Linked DNA regions of Mus musculus: region 2 is linked to region 1. The links are chromatin contacts, called in public Hi-C maps. All regions are on one chromosome and are shown on one strand. The core of a region is the stretch at or near the end of the contact, and the rest is flanking DNA. Distances in the headings are between cores, read along the strand shown. Region 1 has its middle 25 kb from the start of Gm33103. Region 2 holds the start of Zfp930 (zinc finger protein 930).

The links. Hi-C and Micro-C count contacts between places; a contact is called where the count stands out from the background.
Region 2: a contact with region 1 is called in a Hi-C map of embryonic stem cells, with 5 times the contacts expected there. The contact joins the promoter of Zfp930 here to the enhancer-like site in region 1. A contact is called at or near these places in 2 of 39 promoter capture datasets (the C10 cell line and macrophages), 3 of 15 datasets of contacts at CTCF or cohesin (the NIH/3T3 cell line, embryonic stem cells and pro-B cells), 59 of 484 Hi-C or Micro-C datasets (B cells, the BV-2 cell line, the Ba/F3 cell line and 30 more), 15 of 115 datasets of contacts at active chromatin or transcription factors (bone marrow-derived dendritic cells, embryonic stem cells, epiblast stem cells and 4 more) and 3 of 9 other capture datasets (adipose tissue, embryonic stem cells and pancreatic islet).

The regions. Positions count from the first base shown.
Region 1 is chr8:69,026,208-69,029,210 of GRCm38.p6, reverse strand. No RefSeq gene overlaps it. Among named protein-coding and RNA genes, the nearest start is that of Gm33103, 25 kb to the right of the region's middle. Within about 2 kb of position 1,605, at least 43 of the 459 cell types and tissues checked have an H3K27ac peak or open chromatin away from gene starts, as enhancers often do. A contact at or near this core is called in differentiating embryonic stem cells, embryonic stem cells, extraembryonic endoderm stem cells and 2 more, where this site is marked.
Region 2 is chr8:69,207,480-69,210,482 of GRCm38.p6, reverse strand. It overlaps Zfp930 (zinc finger protein 930), which reads right to left and starts at 1,437. Exons shown (of 4, transcript NM_001013379.2): 1 at 1,324-1,437. The coding sequence starts at 1,326. It overlaps Gm39188 (a long non-coding RNA gene), which reads left to right and starts at 1,486. Exons shown (of 2, transcript XR_870488.3): 1 at 1,486-1,624.

The DNA of each region.
Region 1 (3,003 bases), core at 356-2,855:
CGCCTGCCTCTGCCTCCCGAGTGCTGGGATTAAAGGCGTGCGCCACCACCGCCCGGCCTCTCTGTTTTCTTAAGGGGCTCTCTTTTCTCTCCACCAACTTTCCCTTTCATGAGCTCATCTGCTTTTACTCTGCATGCTCATATCTGTGCCAGCAGAAAAGTTGTCCTAGTTTCTGCATGAGGCTCTCTCCCTCTTCCTTAGGCTCCAAAACCCACAAGTGGTACAAGGACACTTAGAAGGGTGTGGTGGGCAGGGTTAGAGAGCTGAGATCATTGTCTTGTCTCCCGAGCTAAGATTTCCTCACCCACCCAGCTTCCCAGCTTCCCAAGTGTTTTTTGGGAAAATACTCTTTTCTCCTTTGCTTCTCTCCTCTTCAATTTTTTTTTAAATAATTGGAGTGTAACACATCCAACATGTGTAAGTTTTGAGTGAGTACTGATAAATTTGTTTTATATATATATATATATACTTTTCTGATAAAGAAAGCATACACTTGTAAGCCTTCAAAGACAACAGTCTCCTCACACTTCTTCCCGGTGACTCACCCACTCCTACAAACCTCTGCGTTCTGTCCCCATTAATTAATTGTGTTGACTTTCAAAGAAATATTGACTTTCATCCATTTCTCAACTAAGATTCCTTTTCAGTTAGAACTTCATGATATGTGGTACTCTTAAAGGGCCTCTCACTTCATCCTGCTGGATTTGGCATGATGGTACCATTGTGCAGATGAAAAACTGAGTCAGATGTAAAATGATCAGCTTGATTTCAGATAGTCACTTCTCGTACAACAAATAGCAGAGCCTTATTGAACTCAGACCAACTTGGCTCCCAAGTCTGAGCACCTTCTCTTTTAAGCCAGTTATCCTTGTTAATGCTGTCTGCTTTTGAGTAATGTTTGGTAGACATTGGTAGATTGTTTCTGGCACATTCCTTTAGGAGATAACCAAGATATATACAATGGACAGAAGCCTAGAGTCCAGACTTAATCTGGATGGTGTCTGCCATGGAAAAGCCTTTATGTGTCTTAGTAACAAACTTACTCTGGCTGTCCCGTGTTGCTGCAAGGAGCAGAGGAGGGAGTGTATGACTGGGCAAAACCAGAACAAAGGATTAGTCTCCTCTAAAGGATCTGATGGTCAAGTCTTTCATAATTCTCCAGCTGTAGAGAAGAAAGGAGACTCGGATAGGGAGAAGCTTGGAATCCTCGGGAGGGGAGGGTGTTGTCAGCAAGCAGTGGGAGAGGTAGGGAAAGGAATGTGCGAGAGGAACAAAGGTTGGCGGGGTGGGTAGATAAAGGCTCTTGAGCAATCTCCAGGAGTTGTCCTCAGAAGAATAGATGAAAAGGCAAGGGGGTGGGGAGGCTGGAGGTGCAGCTCAGCGCTGGAGTTCATCCATGTGCTAGAGAGGAAAAACTGGAAAAGCTGTCTGGGCAGGAGGTGTGGAGATGGCTAGTCTCTGTCCCCAGTAGTTAATCTTCCCTGGTTATTTGATGGGATGCTTAGGGAGAGGTTTTTAAGACAATTGCACTTCTCCCTTTGGTCAGATAAGTGAGTTCCAGAGTGAGCCTGTTCCTGTGCTCAGGAGAGAAAGCAGACAAGGTCAGAGGAACCTGCATTCTGAGCAACTTCTCAGGCCTGATAGTGGATCAAAGCACCATCCCAGGGTATCTTTGCCTGAGCCTCAACAACATGGAAATTTACAGGTGTGATTATATGTCTTCAGATTCTGGGGTTGGGTTGGGGGCGGGGGAGAGAAGGAGACAGATTGTATCTAAGAAATGGAATCTTTAAGGGAAGGGAACCTGTCCCAGCCAATGTGCGAGTGTGAAGTGTGGCCAGAGAAGGGTCAGAAGGATTCTGAAGGTGGAAGGGGCTGTGAGAACATGGGGGTCTCAGATAGCTGGGAAAAGCGCAGACACAGATTCTTCAGAACTCTGATCCTGCAGAAGAGTGCCTCCTGCCATCTCGTGGATTTTAGCCCAGCGACATTTATTTTGGATTTCTATTCTACAGAACAGTAAGAGTTTTGAAAAAGATGTATTGTTTTAAGCCACTGAGTTTGTAGGATTTGTTCTAGTAGCAATAGAAAAATAAATACAGACATATACACACATGCATGTATGTAAAGAGGATGAAAGCTTAAGAAAAATCAGAGAATTATATACTTTTATTTTTTGTTTTTAATTAATTAATTAATTAATTAATTAATTAATTAATTTTGGCATTTCCTTTTTATTTAAAATAGATTATCTTCTCACATAATGTGTCCTGATAAAAGTTTTCTCTCCTCCTCCTCCTCCTCTTCTTCTTCCTCCTCCTCTCCTCCTCTTCTTCCTCTTCTTCCTCCTCCTCAGCCCTTCCCACTTCCTTTCCCAGCTGGATCTATTCCATTTCTGTTGTTTATTAGAAAACAAAGGGACCTTTAAGGGATAGTAAAAAAATATAATAAGATAAAACCAAAGCTAACATTGGAATAGGACAAAACACAAAACAGAAGAAAAGAGCTCTTCACACACACAAAAAAAATTAAAAGCATAAGAAATAGATCCACTTGTTATTTGCATACTCAGAATCTCATAAAACCAGTAAACTGGCCAGATGTGGTGGCACACACTTTTAATCCCAGCACACAGGAGGCAGAGTAAAGCAGATCTCTGAGTTTGAAGCCAGCTAATCTATATGAGCTGCAGGACAGCCAGGGCTACACAGAAACACTGCCTCAAAAACCAAAAACAATAAGAAAAAAAAAACAAAAACAATAAACTGGAAACCTAGTATATATGCGAAGGACCTGGGTTGGGGAGACAAAATAAAATAAAAATAAAAAACAAGATAAAATTAAAAAAAAAAAAAGAAGAAGAAGAAGAGGAAAAGCCCTAATCAGGACATTACGAGACAAGAAGCCTCCAAAGATGCTTCTGAGTTGTTTTGTGTCGGCCGTCTACTGCTGGCCATGGGGCCTACCCTTAAGAGAGGTTTGTTTCCCCAGTGAGACTCCCTC
Region 2 (3,003 bases), core at 188-2,687, 180 kb before region 1:
GCACTGGCTGGTGCTCAAAGAGGAGCCAGCCTAGGACACATTTTCCATCCTACATATGCTGCGTCAGGCCCCAGGTTACACGCTGAACAATTCACATAGAGACAGGAGAGTCCAATTTTAAGTTGCTAAGTGGTTACTTAGGCAGAAGAGAGGCTTACACAACAAAGTATTCCCAGGACTATTTCTTAAGTACACCAGTATCCTGGAACAGTAGACCATTCTTCAGTGTCAGGGTCCCTAGGTGAATATGCCAGACTGAGAAAGATTATAAAAGTATAAAGGAGAAAAGATAAAAGCTGGGGTGGGAAATCATAGAGAGCACACTAAGAAGTTAGAAGAGGACTGAGCTGGGTGTTAAGCTGAGGAGCAGCTAGCTCAGGTCAGCTCTCCAGCTCAGGTCAGCGCTGTGTGTAGCAGATAATGTAGTAATGATGTGACGGCTCCTTATAACTAATAAACGCAGAGGCCCACAGCAGGCAGGCCGAGATCTTGATGCTGCTACAGTGAAGACCATACTGCTGTCTGGCTTGCTAACAAAAGGACAACTGGCTGCATCTATATAAGAGGATCCATAGAAAGCAGCCACTGCCTAAGAAGAAAACAGGACTTTTATGGCACACCAGGCCTTAATGTTGGTTACATGACCCTACCTGCTCCTTTGAGCAGCTTCTTGGTCTCCTGCCACTTCTTAAGGGCATCGGTCTAGCGGCTGTTTAAGATCAGGGTTGTCTCCTTCCTTATGGTTGGAGCCAAATGTCTAGACAATCCTGGTGAACAAACATGCGTATCTAGCACTTCATCTCTTACAGACCTCATTAATACACTATATCTTTGGGTGTTTCAGAGGCAGCCCACCTTTAGCTAAACTCTACTCTGTGTGACTTATTCTCTCCGAAGCATTGGTAAATCCTTTGCATTATCATCTCAGCAAAATAGTGGAGTGCTACCAACACATAAGATTCCATGCACAATACCCACAAAATTAACTCCAAATGTGAAATCCGAAGAACAGAAATTCTAGAGATGCTAGCTAAACTAAAACGGCAACCTGCCGTCCTCTGATGCACAAGAAGCACGGTGATGTTGGCTACAAAGATGTTTCTACGCACACACCATGTCCCCAAAGCTCTACACAGACGCTGCCCACAGGGTGAAGTTCTTCAGAGGTCACCACTTTGGTACAGGGAACTACAGAGACCGCATGGGACTTCATACAACTCCACATCTGGCCCACTAGCTTCCATCCAGTCCAAGGGTAGCCTACCAAAAGGGATGCCGAGGCTCAGCAGCCCACTTCTCCCAAGACTGCGGTCCCTTGCTCACCATAGCGTGGCTTCCAAGCTCGCGTGCACCCCTCACAGATCCTGTTACACGCAAAGAACCGCTTGCATTTTCCCAGCTTCGGAACGGAGCCTGGAGCCTGGCGCCCGGAAGAGCCCGCCTCCCCGATGACGCTCCGACTGCAGGTTCTCATTGGCTGATGAGGCCTGAGTGACAAGAGTCCCTCCTTTGGCGTTGGAGTTTAAGGAACAGCACAGAACAGTATTTCCTGTTGCAGATATTTGCATTTCAGGAGTCCTTGCTCTTGACCTGAGGTAGCTTCACTTCTATCTTTCCTTGCGTGGTAGGCACTTTCCCCTTTTCCTCCTTGACACAAGGTAGCTAGTTTAAATAGCACATTACAAAATGTGGAGTGGAGTGTTTCTCCTGTCCCACAAGTGGAAGGGTGCCCACGATATTAATAATTAAGGAGATTTTAGAAAACAAATGTTTGTTCTGTGGGTTCACGGTGAGGTCAGGTGAGCTACAGCTACGTTCTACCTGGCTGGCAAAGGTACACTGGACAATCCTGAGAGAAAACCTGGAACCACATCACAAACACAATGAAATGTGTTTCTCCCACAAGAAGGCTGGATGGTGGATCCATCCCTATAGGAGTTTTCTTCCTGAAATTCAGGTCTATCTCTTGACAAATTAACACTAATGATAAGTGTAGTCTCCACGGTAACTTGAATAATTAGAAAGAAATGGTTCGAGGAAGAATGTTGTTTATGAACACTATTCCTAACATTTTTCTGAGTTAAGGTGAGAAAACGCAGCTGTATTAGTCAAGGTTCTCTAGATGAACAGAAATGATAAAAATGAGCGTCTCTTTCCCTCTCTGTATGTAGAAAGGGGATTTATTAAAACGGCTCGCAGGCTGTGGTCCAGCTAGACCAACAAGTGCTGTCTAGCAACTAAAATTGGAAGAATCCAGTAGTTCAGTCCATGAGGCTGCGTGTCTAAGCTGGGCTTCACTGTATACCACATTTTCAAAGAAGGAGGCTCTAAAGGAATGAACTTGCTAACCAAAGATAGGGCAGAGAGAGAGAGAGAGAGAAAGAGAGAGAGAGAGAGCTTCTTTCTTCTCTATTTATGTGGACTGTCACCAGAAGGTGTGGCCCAGATTAAAGGTGGATCTTATCGCCTCAAAAGACCCAGAAGCGTCTTCCCACTTCATAAGTTTTAATTAAGAAAAATCTCTCACAGGTATATGCAACTTTTTGGGTCTTAGTTAATTTGTAGTCAGTTTGTCTACCAAGAATAGCCATCATAACAGACAAGACAGAAAAACTTGGAAATATTTCTTACCAGCAGAAAGCAGGGAAATCATTTAACAAAAATAAAAGACAGGAAGCATGGGGGTTTTCTTTAGAGAGCCTGGACACATTCGCGTAGAGTTCTGCCTGATTTGGTGGTGTTCTTAGCTCAGCGTTGGACAGGAACATATACAATTTATTTTAAAAGACAGAAGGAAATGTCTCTGGCACGTTCATCTTGTACCTCAAGGTCATAATTGAAACTCATATGTTAATTGAACCCAGGGAGAATAAGACCACTACCACGATTTTGAGACAACTTGAACCACCTAAGAGCTGGCCATCAACTGGATCCTAAGTGCTGTAAGGAAACCAGACCTGAATCCACTTCTAGTGCCTCTTTTAAGTAGTAAAATCACAAGCT